3 separate regions of the Hordeum vulgare genome follow, and all the other regions are linked to region 3. The links are chromatin contacts, called in public Hi-C maps. All regions are on one chromosome and are shown on one strand. The core of a region is the stretch at or near the end of the contact, and the rest is flanking DNA. Distances in the headings are between cores, read along the strand shown. Region 1 holds the start of LOC123425499 (SUMO-activating enzyme subunit 2). Region 2 holds the start of LOC123425494 (U-box domain-containing protein 4). Region 3 holds the start of LOC123425496 (GDSL esterase/lipase ACHE-like).

Region 1 (4,450 bases), core at 879-3,378, 440 kb before region 3:
TGGCAATTGATTTACATGAATCAAATGCTGACTCATATATTGCATGTTCACGGCACAACTATTCGATGTACAAGTTTCCAGATTATGTCACTTATTCAGCTCTTGATGGTCTATTTTCAGCTTCAAGTCAACTACTAAATGCAATGATATGTACATGACTACAAGCAAATGTCAACCATATGCAAAGTGTACAACAACAACAAAGCCTTTTGTCCCAAACAAGTTGGGGTAGGTGAAACCCATAAGATCTCGCGACCAACTCATGGTTATGTACACAAAATATAAATAAATACTAGCAAGTCATGCAGCGGGGTGTATATAGGCTTTTTAAACACGGTCATTTTTTAAAAAGCATGCATAAGCAGCTCTTGTGGAAAGAGAGTGGGCAGATGCCTACTTTCTGTTATACATGTGAGCTTATCTACACCCGGAAGGCCCAGTTTAGAAATGACAATGCATTTCCCCATGTGTCCTTGCGTAATTGTGCAAAGGTCCAGACCAAACATTTAGCCATGTTATCAGAGTGTACAGAATGGCCATCTCAACTGGAAAGTTGTACACCTAGGGTAAATATTACTGCTATATTACTAACAAAATGAACAGGGATCACCAGCGGTTAGCACACTGGCTAACAATCAAATATCATGGAATACCTTCTAACAGGAGTGCTACAAGCAAAATACAAAAGACAAGCATAACAATACCCACAGGCATTAGTGACAAGGGAGATGCAAAGATAACAAGAGACAAAAACCATGATATTTGGTCAACTCACCTGTCCGAGAAACCCAGTGGTCCCACTTTCAACCAACGGAACTTCAGCAGCAAGGCAGAGGCGATTCACATGTCGTCTAGCATCCAAGTTATCAAGGCCATTCAAAACTACATTAAACTGCTTGAAAAAGTCAACATTGAACTTGGCATCCTTAACATTTGCATGGTGTGATTTTATATTGATATTTGGCCTAAATTTCAGAATAGCATCACGAGCAACCTGACAAAATCAATGGTGAAAACATCATAAGCAGGCATCAATATGAAGAAGTACCCAAGATAACTATACCTATCATATGTTCGTGTAGAAAATATACTTACATGGGCTTTTGACTGTCCAACGTGACTCTTCCGAAACAAAAACTGTCTGTTCAGATTGCTGACCTCAATTGTGTCCAAGTCAATCTGCATAAGAAAAGCAACAAGATGAACCCAGAAGTGTGTCAAGCAAATTGATTCATGTAGCTCTGGTTGCCTGAACAAGGATTACTCCATGTATATTTTAAAACAACTTTGCGTTCAAGGTACATCAACCTCAAGGAACTACCATGAAGATATCACTTTTCATGACAGTGCACAAAACATGAGCCAACTGGGCTCGCCCTATCCACAACGTATTTTTTGACAAAAGAAAACACCGTTGTCTGTAACTTTTAACAGGAATGACACACTTTGTGGCATTGACTGTATGTCATTTTGTCATAGCCAAGCATAGGTGTGTTATCACAATCTAAGAAGGCAGTAGCAGCGCCCTAAAACCAAGACAGCGCAGAGGGAAGTAAGCGCAGCCTGAAGGAAAACGTTTATGCATCTATTTTTCAGCGTCAAGTCAACGCTAAGACCATCACAGATCCCGCTACCGACACAGAGACGCAACGGCCATCCACCGCGGTGCTGCCGACAAATAGCTAATACGCATACAAGATTCGAACTAAACCTAGGCATGGTGTCAACAAAGGGTGCGGAAGCAAGGGGGCATGTAGTAGTAGATAACAAACTTACGACGTGGATGTCGCTGAAGCCGGAGAGAGCGAGGGTCTTGAGGAGCTCGCACCCGATGCCTCCAGCCCCGACCATGAGAACCTTCGCCGCCTGCGCAAAAAGCGAACACGGGCACCACCAGACGAACCGAATCAGGCGCCGAGATCCCAGGAACAGGAAGAGGGGAGAAAAAACACGAGCCGCGGAGATCCCCACGAGCGCCCGCGGCGGCGGGAGCACGGGGGCGGGGCGGAGGGAGAGGGCTGGCGGCGTGGCCTACCTTGATGGCCTCCTCCGAGGAGGCGGGGGCGGGGGCGGCGGCGGCGGCAGCCATGGGGGAGGGGGCGCCGGCGGCGGCGAGGGTTTTGAGGCGCCGAGGGTTTGGTTTGGGTGGGAAAGGAATTCGGGGGAGGGAGATTTGGGAGGAGGGGGGAGATGGAGGAAGGGAGGGAGGGAGGGAGGCTTTGATGAGGTGAGGCGGGTCGCGTCGCGTCGCTCCGCACCCGGGGAAGGAAGGAAGCGTCGTGGAAATTGAGGGGTCGCGCTCGCGCTGCGGCTGCTGGCTGCTGGCTGCTGGTGGTGGTCAGTTGCGCGGCCTGGTTGCAAGCCTTGCAGTTGCAGAACGACGGGACGGTTGGACTGGATGGATTGTTTTAATTTTTTTAGGCAATGGACTAGATGGATATGCTACGATCTGTGGGCGGGCGGGCGGTGGGGCCTGCTGGGAGCCTTTTGGGAACTGCTGGTTCACCTTTGGCTTTTTTTTTTATGGATAACCTTTGGCTTTTCAATCCCTGTTCCCTTTGGCCTAGAAAAAAAAGGTAAAAATTCAAATAGAAGGGACTTTTTTCTCGAATTTAGGGTCTATTCTGTTTGAATATTCTCCTAAGCAATATCGGAGAGGTTAATTTCTTAAAAAAATCGACTTTGTGTGACTGAAAATATATTCTTATTTCTTGCGGTTTGTTTTGTATGTGTTTTTAAAGAAAGATGTCGATATAATGCGGCCTTGTGGAAATCTTCTTTCTTGCAATGGAAATGATGACATGCTTAATCTTTTATGGAAATAATGCATATGGCCAACCAAACAACAACTACAAACAATTCATGCGTTTTCAATTTCTCTAGGATTGGAAATTGTCATGACATTCCATTTTTACAGTATATCTTTCATATTCATAGATTTTTTTTCTTACCTCGTGATTTTATCCTGAGCTTTCATCTATAATAAGTTCCGCCTCAATCTATTATGTGCTTTTATGGAAATACTCATCTCCTCCATTTCATCTGATCAAAGGCATTTGACTCTAACTTGGACATTTGTGGACCATTCCATCCCTTCCTACATGCAGGGCCCGCTAAATAAATGTGGTGCTATATTCTCTTACCGATGGGACCCACCCAAGAAAAAAAAGTCGTTGTTGTTGGTGAGGCTGGGCTAGGGACAAGAAAGAACTAAGGAAATAATCAACATTTCACGCACGGGCGGCGACACTGGGCGACAACGATTGATTTGAGATAAACAATTTTTAATATAAGTAAATCAACCACGAGATATGAAGTGGGTGGCATGGATTTGGGTTTCTTAACACTATCTCTCAGCACAATCCAGAGAAATGACTTTTTCCTTTGTTTCGGCTAGTTGTGCGGCACGGTTGACAGAGTTGCATGGACAGTTTGCTTCCCCTGATACGCCAGGAGGGGGAGTGCAAGCACGTCGCACATGTCTATGTCGTTGTTCGTTGGCGTCGGGGATGAGGTAGCGCTATCGTGGAACACGAGCACCTATGGAACCCAAGGGTTCCTTGCAGTTCTGCGGGGGAGGTGGATGCGCGAAGAGCCGACCTAAAGATCGGGGCACGATCGTTGTTTACCCAGGTTCGGGCCGTTTGGAGACGTAAAACCCAAATCCTGCTTCGTGTTAATGGTGTAGAAGTGATCAGCTGCTAAGCGTCGATTGTCTAACTGTCTAACCTTCCCAGGTGCATGCCCAGGGCCTCCTTTTATACGCTGAAGGGGTCTCCTACAGGGGCAGCATAGGATTTTCACGAGGTGCACGGTAGCACAGTGCACCCACAAGTTGCATAATGCGCTACAATGGAACTGTCGTCTTAGCAGACACATTAATGGCTTCGTCGGGTGCCCCAAAGATGGGACAAGGGGGCGTCCCATCGGCACTGTACCCCCAGGTTCCGCTCGACACGCGTCAATCAGAATGACACGTATCAAGTGGCTAGGGGGCAGCTGGCCGCAGCGCTGGCACAACGATGCTTCGGGACCCTGTCGGGCTTGATGTACATTGGAGCGTGGGTATCTCTCCCGGCAAGGAGCTTGTCGGGGTCTTGCTGCCTTCCTCCCGACGAAGGGGCTTGCCGGGGCCTTGCTTCTGGTCTTCGGTCTTGAGGCTTCGGAGTCCTTCAGAGTAGTCTTGGCGTGGCACTTTGAAAAGTGCCCTTGCCGAGGTCTTCATCTTGCCAGGAGCACAGATAGCCCCCCGCTCCGGCCTTTGTCGGGTCTTGTTGGCGTCCTCCGGCAGAAGGGGCTTGCCGGGCTCGTCATCTTCTTGCCAATCTGAAGGATTCTGGTGGGCTTCGCCCTTGCCTCTCATCGTCCTTGGCAAGGCTCGCCGAAGGCTACTACTGGCCGTGCACAAGTCATGGGCGCTAAAGGCCCATTCTTTAGCGCACCGACGGGT
Region 2 (4,947 bases), core at 1,956-4,455, 400 kb after region 3:
TGAGATCGAAGCAGTCGGCAGCACTCGTGACTTAGAAGGGCGAGTTGTGCTTGAGATCGGAGGCGGCAGTGCACATGCTCGACGGTCATCGACGCACAAGATCCGGGAGGCCGTTGACGGACAAGATATAGGAGGGCGTCGACGCTTGATTTTGGGGCCGATCGGCGACGCTTGATTACGAGAACCGCCGGTGACGCTTGATTTGGGGACGGCCGACGAAGCTTAATCCAAGTGGCCGCCCGCGTTTGACTTTTTTCATATATGGCCGCCGGCTCTTGACATATTGGGCTGGGGCAAAGCAATATCATGCCATCTATGGTGAGCATGCTGGTCTGCGAGCAGCAGGGACGGTAATCAATTCTTTTACCTAAAGTGAACCAAACAAACTTAGAAAAATCTCATTACACTTCCTTAAACGGTGTGATCTGATTACATTAACATGATCATTATCATTTCTATAGCCAAACACATCCTTACATGTTTTAGAAAGAAGAAAGAGTCGTGGAGCTGAAGATTAGTCGGGTCAATGTGATTTCTTAGCCGTCGTAGTGCGTATTTCGTAGTAACCCTGTCAAACCATAAATAATACCCTACCATTTACATCAGCACGTTCCACTATCTAGAAACAAACCTTTCAGTTTTTTCAGCACCGTTCAAAGATACGGCCGCGTAGCTGGAGAAAAGGATACACGTTGTGGTAAAGAGACGTTGCCACGGCACGACGTCGTCGTCCCAAAAGAGCGTAGAATCCAGCCAATCACCCACTCCTTGGTCAGGTGGCGACAAGTGCCATTCGACACAACGACGTATGACATGTCCCACCATGCTATCCGTTTCCTACCCTTTGAAGATACTGCTCGTACTACATACATACAGGCGTATGGGAGGATGGGCACGAGCTCCATGCCTCGGAGAAGAGGAGGGCCCGACCGCTCAAATAAAAGAGGAGGGCCCGGGGCCGGGAAGTGCCAGCAGTGGCCAGATTCAGCCAAAGAGCAGCGTCCTTTTCAGCTACAGGGGACGAATAATCAACCAACCTACCGGGCGCGAGATCTTTCAGCTTTACCGCTGCGGGGCCATCCCATTCCGTCGTGCATCTTCTAGGCCACAAACAGCGGCAGAACAAGAAGCCAGCTTTTGGTGGCAACGACCGACTGACCCAGCGAGCAGACGGCAGGCCGCAGCGCGACCACTAGAAAATTCCGAGCTATCGTGCTCGGTTGAACCAGCAAAACATTGCTGATTTACCAAGTCACTCGCTCGCTCACCCACGGCTGACGAGGCACGCCCCACTCCTACCGCAGGAACCTGAGGAGGAGATGGATGGAGTAATAACAACGCTAGAACAACGGCCGTGGATTGCAGTTCAAACCAACCGGTGATTTTCCTTTTTCTTTTCTCCGGAGAACACAATACTTCATTCGTATCCACCAGAAGAAACCAAGCCCGGGATGATGATGATGATGATGATCCCTGACTTGGCACTCACACTCACTCCAACAACAGCACAACTCGCTGCTTCACCACACGTGGATTTGGCTTGCTTCCTCCCCCGAGGAACGAACCAAACTGGTAGAAAACAAAAAGTGAAAAGGAACAGTGGGGAGGAGGAATTTACAGGAGACTTGGCTCCGCCACCATTGTTCTTATCATCTCGCTTGAGGTTGAGGGGAAATGTACACTCGCTCGCGGACGCAAACTCGCTACTGGCTATTTACACGGGCAGGCACGCCGGCCGGCTGGCCAGCTCGTCTCGCTCTCGCCACGGGGAAAGGGGAAAACGCACGCACGCACGCACGCCACCTGGCGTGGCCAAGTTGGAATTGGTGGCTCAACAGTATCATCACTCCGCCGCAACGATCGCCGCCGGCCGGGTGGCGCGCAGGCTCCCGCTCCGCGGTTGCCGTAGCATCTCGATCAGCGCCTCAGCCTGTGGAATCGCAAAAGGAATTAGCATAACCGAAGCTGCGGATTCTGTCCGTGATTATGTATAATGGCCGAAACGATTGTGTTTCGGTGAGGAGCTGCGATTGGTACCTTGGTTTTGAGCTTGGGGCGCGCGGAGGAGGACTGGGAGAGGGCGACGAGGGGAGGGATGGCTCCCTCGCGGGCAACCATCGTGCGGTACGCGGCGTTGTCGTCGCAGATCTGGAGTAGGGAGAGGGTGGCGATCTCTTTCTGCCGCGAGGTCCCGACCTCCACCATCTCCACCAGGACGGGGATGCCGCCCTCCTCCACGGTGGCGGAGCGCCCCTCGGCGAGACCCACCAGGGAGTGGAGCACGTAGGCGGCCTTGTCCACCATGCCGGACTCCGGGTCCGACATGAGGTCCAGCAAGGGGCGCACGGCGCCGGCCTCCACGGCGCGCAGACGGTTCTCGCGCGCGCCGCTGCAGAGCGCATAGAGGGCCGTGGCTGCGTCCTTCTTCCCGCGCGGGCCGCCGGTCTCGAGGAGGGCCACCAGCAGCGGGATAGCGCCCGCGCGGCCGACGGCCGCGGCGGCGGCGCCGTCGAGCTGGGAGAGGCGGAGCAGCGCGCAGGCCGCGTTCTCCCGAGCCGCGGGCGACGCGGCCGACTTGAGCGCGCGCACTAGCGGCCGTATCGCGCCGGCCTCGACCATGAGGGCCTTGTTCTCGTCGCAGATGGAGAGGTTGAGCAGCGCGGTGACCCCGTGCTCCTGCAACAGCGGATCGGCGTGCGACAGCAGGGCCACGAGCGGCCGCACGGCCCCGGACGCGGCGATGCGGATGCGGTTGTCCGGGTTGTGCTTGGCGAGCAGGCGGAGCTCCATGGCCGCGCGGCGGAGCGAGTCCACCGAGGCCGAGGGCGACTCGAGCTCGGCGACGAGCGAGGAGATGGAGCCGTCGGAGGCCTCGGCCGCGCAGGAGAGAAGGAGGCGGTGGATGCCCGCGGCAGCGGCGGGCGTGAAGGAGAGGTCGTCGCTGCCGCACTCGCTGAAGGGCTCGGAACAGGAGGAGTCGCCGCTGTCGCTGTAGCAGCTCCGCCGCCGCGGGGAGACGGAGGCGTCCGAGTCCATCCTCTCCGCCGTGTTCTGCCGGATGCAAATGCCGCCACAGGCGGGGGCGATGAGGCGAGAGGAGGAGGGAGCTGGGGGTGGAAGAATTGGGTGCGTTGCGTTTTCGGGGAGGAGACGGTGGGGCGAGCGGATGAAATAAGGGAGGGGGATCGGGATGGAGTAGCAATAAATTAATTAAGTATTATTATTATTCGCGCAATGGCTCTTCAATCGCTCCTTTTTTTTCTTCCGCTTCTTTGGGTGGTACGATCACCGCCACCGTCAGATCCCGAATCAGACGGCCCCTCACCGCCACCCACCGTCTGAAAGGTATGGCCGTCCGATAGGCATCCAGCGGGGTACGCGGTCCGTATCTCGTTAGGGACGAACCGGTAGCACGGTGGGGGGCGAAGAGTTCAGCGCGCGACACGTGCGTCGCGATGAACCAGCGCCCGGTCGCGCACGTGAGGCCGGCAGCGGCAGGACGCGTGCAGAGCGAGCGGGCCGCACCACGCCGCGCTGCCGGTGGGCTGGGCGCCTCGTGGCCCCACTGCGCAGCGGCAGGTGGTGGAGCGGCGCAGTGGGCATGGTCCATGCCGCTGCTTTGCCCGCGGCGGGGCTGGGGCTTGGCTTGGGGTGGGAGGCAGAAACGCGCGGGTTGGTGCCGCGGCGGTCGGCAGGGGTGCCCCGTCCCCGAGTACAGTTCCCCTGATTTTGACGGTTTTGGATGTCTTCGTCGTGAAAGTGAGGGAAATGGCAGCGTCCGGAATTGGACGCAGTGTCTACAGATCTCACGCCGTTTTGGCTTCTCCTGCCGTCCTGCGTCATTCGACGAATCATACCACGTACTCCCTCCGTTTTAAAATATAAGACATTTTAGAGATTTCACTAAAAGACTACATACAAAGCAAAATGAATGAATGTACACTCTAAAATATGTCTATATACATCCGTATGTAGTTTATAGTGTAATCTTTAAAAGGTCTTATATTTAGGAACGGAAGGAGTACTACGTACTACTCCATCTGTTCCTAAATATAAGTCATTTTAGAGGTTTCACTAGTGGACTATATACGGGTGTATATAGACATATTTTAGAGTATAGATTCACTTATTTTATTTCGTATGTAGACATCTAATGAAATCTTTTAAAAGACTTATATTTAGGAACGGAGGGAGTAGTACCACATGAGCATTTTCCATGCTCCGACGGTGTCTCTTCTTCAAGCCCTTGGGTGTTTGTGCACTGGTTTTATCATTACACGAAAACTCACAGTAATCAATCTTGCGGCTTAAAGGCCCAGCCTCCAAGCATATCATAAAACCAATAGGAAATCCTATTTCGCGCTTCAGCGCCCGTTTGCAGACGGACGCCTGAAGAGCCTATCCGCTGGCCCGGCCCACTTAACGTGAGTTTTTTCTAAGTTTTTAATTCGCGAAAAGCAAAGTTGTTTGACGAATGGAACCAGCGACCTCCCAAGTCGAGGCAACCTGGTATAACCACCACGACACCAAGCGTGATGTGGTAACATAGTTTTTTCTCCATTTTGTTCTTTCTTATCTCCTTTTTATTTCATTTTGTTTTACTTTTTCATTTTCTGTTTTCTCTTCTTCCGGGTAAATGATTTTTTAGCAAATAGGTGAATGTTTCTGCAAATGGATGAACTATTTTTGATATTCGATGAACTTTTCGAAAAATCGATAAACTTTTTCTTAAATATATGAACTTTTTTTATATGGACGAACTTTTTTCAGAATCGATGTAACTCTTTTCACATGCGATGAAGTCATTTTCATATTTCATGAACTTTTTTTTCAAAATTGATGAACTGTTTTTCAAAATCAATGAACTTTTTTCAGAATGGAAGAACTTTTTTTAGAATCGATGAACTTTTTTAAAAAATTTGATGAACTTTTTTGAAGATCGATGAA
Region 3 (4,687 bases), core at 999-3,498:
AAAAGTATTATTCTTGGCAAATTTTTAATTAATAAAAACATGGTGAAAGTTTTGGGGTGTTACAGAATAGAAGAGAGTATCTTCGCTAGCCGTAGAGTTATGTGCAAGGTGGATTCTATGAGTGAAGCCGACGAAGACATGATTCCAACCGGTTTGAACCTCACCGGGTTGGGTGCGCCGAGCCGGCTCGACGATGTTGATGCGGATCTCCGGCTCGGGTCGTGACTCGCCGATCTTGCCGATGAAGATGTGGATCTTGCCAAAGGGGACTCAGTACGTGTACTCGATTGAGCCGGCCTCGAGACCCTAGCCTGAATCATTGATGTAGAGCTTGCCACGATGACTCTTGGGCATCCGACCGATCGCATATCCCTCGATCCCTCGAAGAACTTCCTCCAAGAACTCAATACCACCGTGCGTTATCCCCATGGTGGAAGCCAACTGTCGTGGTTTTGTCCCGGGAGATGTCCTAGCGAGAGGACTAAGTCTAGGAGCCATTGCAACTAGGTGGTTGCTTGGATGGGGCTGATCGAGAACGAGAGACAAGGGTTTACCCAGGTTCGGCCCCTTTGATGGAGGTAAAAGCCTATGTCCTGCTTTGTGTGTTATTAATGATGGTAATCTCGATTACGGTGCGGAATCGCTAACTTAGCTCTCAGGGTTTCTTACTTAGTCTTCCGACCTCAGGGGGTCCCTTTTATATATATATAGGTTAAGACCCTGAAGTTATAATAGAACCTGAGTCGTAAAACAACCCGTGACCTAGTCTATTTCTCCTTGCCTTGTCTTTCCAGTAAAGGAAATTCCTTATGACTCCCTCCATGAGCCGGCTCGCCAAGTACTAATCCACAAGCCGGCCTTCCTTGATGAGCTGCCTCATGGGCTTTGAACTTCGGGGCTTTCGCGGGCCATACAATGAACCTATTCATGAGCCGCCTACTTGACAGCCGGGTCATACCGTGGGGCATATCCCCAACAACATCTCCCTACGCGCTTTCGGCAAGTTCAATTCGATTGGCAAAGGCGACAACGCTACATGAAGCAACAACGGTACCGGCTCGGCCACCCTCGTCGCCGGTGGACCCTGATCCTACGACGACGAACTCCTACCATGCTGCTCGATGAATGGATTGGGTGGGTTTAGGGGAGGCACAGTAATGGAGGTGGGTGGGGAGGAAGGAGGGTGAGGAGAGGTAAATTGCCTCGACGGCACGGTTCCCAAGGAGGGAGAAGGGCACGGTTCCATCCGAGTGAGCCAAATAAATATATATAATAATTTGTTTCTAATTGATCTATATTATGTTCATCACTATTTGCCATAGTTTTTTTGCTACACGGGCCTAAGGTTACACTATCAAAGTTGGCATCACTCTTTGTCACACTTGATATCATCATGTCACATTTTCTCGAGTTGGAGTCTAGTTTGCATACAAAAATTCTTGCCATAAGTAGTGGTGAATCTAGCACGGGCTTCGACAGGCTCGAGCCCTTCCTTCAAAAGTTAGAAAAGAAAATTTACTACCATACTATATTTTTTTCATCTTATTTAGACAAAAATATCGAAAGGTTTTAACTTTTTATACACACATTTGACATTGAACCCTCGATTCATTTTCTTCCAAAATTCATCACTGGCCATAAGTGTACATGCCATTAAATGAGTCAAACTCGTGACAGGCTTAGGATATGCAAATAGTGACAAGCTTACTATGCCAACCAAAAACATCCTCGCACCTCAACACGTGCATTCCTTGCTTTCTCTTTTTTCCTTTCGTCCTAAAAAAAAGTAAAGGATGGCGTTGACCAGATCAGATGGCTGAGAGATGCCAAATCGGACGCACATGGTTTGACCGGCCCAAAGCTGGACCGGTCGACCGGCGCCAAATACTGGCCAAATAAAAAAGGAAAAAAGAAGAGCCTAGCCCATATCTAGAGCGTAGCGTCACAAGCTCCACTTCTCGGAGCACAAGAGAAGATAACCACGAGCCAACAGCAAACGAACACCCTCGAATCCCGCGCCGGACCACGAGGGCGGACGGACTGGCGCGCCCGTGAGCACCGTCACCCCGTGTATCGGTGTATGTAAGTACTATACACGCAACGTTTCTTGCGATGAATTTGCGTAACGTACGGTAACGCAATCCACCAACAGTTCAACAGAACAGACGCCACGGACGCAGCGTTCCAATCCCATCCGCGCAGGCGCAGTCATATCACCGACTCACCGGTCACCCCCACCACGCACGCCCCCTATCGCTATCGGCCGCGGCACCGCGCCCCGCATTCGGGCTCACGCCCATCTCCATCCGCCGATCCACCCATCCATCCATCCCGCGACCGCCTCAAAACCCCACCACCCCGCTGCAGCCGGCGCCCCGTCCTCCCCGCCCGCCCGCCCGCGCGCACTCCTTCTCTCACTGCGTCACGCTCACCTGACCCACGGAATGGCGTATGCTGGCTCTGGCCGCACCGCCACGGCCGGAGCCGCGGCGCTGCTGCCGCTCGTGTTCCTGCTGCTGCAGGCCTCCGCGGGCGTGGGCGCGGGCGCTGACTGCCACTTCCCGGCCGTGTTCAACTTCGGGGACTCCAACTCGGACACGGGCGGGCTGTCGGCGGCCTTCGGCGCCGCGCCGCCGCCCAACGGCAGGACCTTCTTCGGCATGCCCGCCGGCCGCTACTGCGACGGCCGCCTCGTCGTCGACTTCATCGGTACGTACGTACCGCGTCTTGGCTCGCGCAAGCACCTTCAGTACTGTTTTTTATTTTATTTGAGGACTACCTTCAGTACTGTTTTTTTTTATTTGAGGACTACCTTCAGTACTGTCAGAAGCCCTTCAAAGTCGCTGTACTACCGTGGATCTTTTTTTGTTACTTTTCACCCGCTCGATCTATCCTTCGGTTCTTCTTGCACGGCTGCACACGGGGCTGTTATGGCCAAAACCTACCGCCTACACTTGCAGGAGCCAATAAATGTAGCTTTAATTCGTACCATGCGTACGTAGCGGTGCAGCTGCGAAGAAAACCATGTACTACTACAGTGTAGTTGTACGCTTTCTCAGAGTTTTCTGAAGGAGAATAAAAGTTGGCAGACACGCAGTAACCTGCAGGAGTACAGTAAAATTAGCTTGTAAAAACTTAATCAAGAACCTCTCTTGGAGCAACAAAATGCTACCCTCCGTTTCATAATATAAAAACATTTTTTATATTAATGTAGTGTTAGAAACGATTTTATATTATAAGACGGACGAAGTAGCTGGAGCACTATTCTATTGCACCTACGATGTTGTTTGTTCTACTTTGTGTCACTCACTGGAGTGTAGAGTAAAAAAGAAGGGATGCCTCCAGCCTCCTGAAAGGGCCAAGCAGAACAAGACCTTTCTACCCTACAGCACATCCCTTTTGTTGCTCCGGAACATGTGAGACTGAAAGGCCATTTCAATCCACATCCTGCCTTGAATAAGATGCGGTTGTCCGGCGACGGCGGGCCGGGCATCAGTCCATCGCCGGAAAGCGGCGGCCTTGGGCGATGCGCCGCAGGAGGACGGCTGAAGCAAGCTGCACTTTGGCACCGCCGCCGCGTGCGTGCGAGCGCCCGTGCCGTGGCAATGATGCGACGCCCATGCCTCCATCCAGGACCCGGCACGCCATCGATGGCTGCCGACACCATCGCGCGCAATCCGACGAAAAGGCTAGCAAGCTGCATGTGCGGAACATCACTCGAACGATGCCAGCGTCACGGGAAGATTTTATTTTGTGTTGGGTTGCAGCTGGAGAGGACTATCGTGCACCGGTACTCTTTTGGCTTTCGGAGATGCTGGTTTAACTTTCTGACAATGGGATGCTGATTTGAGAGGGACAGAAAGAAACGTTAGATTAATGTCTCTTTGATTTGCTTGTGATTAAAAATGTTTTCAGAGAAATTGGCAGGATTGAAACCTTTGGTTTCGATGTGTGTGTTTTCTCATTCGTAGGTTAATATTTTCCCCCGAGGATTCATTTACATCCTATTTTGTTTTCATATGGTTTGATCAAACAAAGAAAAACTCAGAAGTAATTCCAAGAACGCTACTAGTGTGCAAGACTTCGTAATCCTACAAACAATTCAATTTTACTTTCTGTTTGGTGTTAGCATTAGGTGACACCTAGTTGGCTAGTTAGAGACCTTGCATTCGATACTTCCCTAAGTAAGACCTAGATTGCTTATGTTCCGTTATCTTCTGTTAGTGGAACCCAAAGCTTAAGGTGGTAGGTGGCTAGAAAAATGGAGCGAAAAAACAAATGCGAGCAGCGTGATCGTACTATATATAGGACGCCATACATTAATTATTGGTGCAGAAGATTTTTACTGCGGTGTCAGAGTATGTGTGGATGCTTTGCTTTAAATATTCTTAGTGGAACGCAATGGGCCACTAGCTTGATCCGGCAGGCGGACCGGCACTACAAGTTGCTTCAAGAAGACGATGTCACCGACTATTTTTCGACGAAAAGGCTAAATCGAGCTATTTATTGCCAAAACTAGCACTACAAATAAAAAAATGTTGGAATCAAAACATGGCAGTGATTGGTGCTATATTTAGGGGGTGTTTCTTTACAGGGACTTTTTGCTCTAGGAACTAAAAAAAAGTCCCTTTTAGTCTCATGTGAAAGAAACAGGAGGGACTTTTAGGGACTAAAAGGGGTATTTGGG

The links. Hi-C and Micro-C count contacts between places; a contact is called where the count stands out from the background.
Region 1: a contact with region 3 is called in a Hi-C map of seedling, with 5 times the contacts expected there. The contact joins the promoter of LOC123425499 here to the promoter of LOC123425496 in region 3. A contact is called at or near these places in 4 of 6 Hi-C or Micro-C datasets (leaf and seedling) and 1 of 1 datasets of contacts at active chromatin or transcription factors (embryo).
Region 2: a Hi-C map of leaf shows a contact between it and region 3, with 2.6 times the contacts expected there. The contact joins the promoter of LOC123425494 here to the promoter of LOC123425496 in region 3. A contact is called at or near these places in 2 of 6 Hi-C or Micro-C datasets (leaf and seedling) and 1 of 1 datasets of contacts at active chromatin or transcription factors (embryo).

What each region holds. Positions count from the first base shown.
Region 1 is chr2H:127,552,281-127,556,730 of MorexV3_pseudomolecules_assembly, reverse strand. It overlaps LOC123425499 (SUMO-activating enzyme subunit 2), which reads right to left and starts at 2,128. Exons shown (of 11, transcript XM_045109195.1): 1 at 2,036-2,128; 2 at 1,777-1,866; 3 at 1,096-1,179; 4 at 776-994. The coding sequence starts at 2,089.
Region 2 is chr2H:126,710,001-126,714,947 of MorexV3_pseudomolecules_assembly, reverse strand. It overlaps LOC123425494 (U-box domain-containing protein 4), which reads right to left and starts at 3,205. Exons shown (of 2, transcript XM_045109192.1): 1 at 2,038-3,205; 2 at 1,360-1,930. The coding sequence starts at 3,036. The coding sequence ends at 1,844.
Region 3 is chr2H:127,107,248-127,111,934 of MorexV3_pseudomolecules_assembly, reverse strand. It overlaps LOC123425496 (GDSL esterase/lipase ACHE-like), which reads left to right and starts at 2,248. Exons shown (of 6, transcript XR_006621839.1): 1 at 2,248-2,709.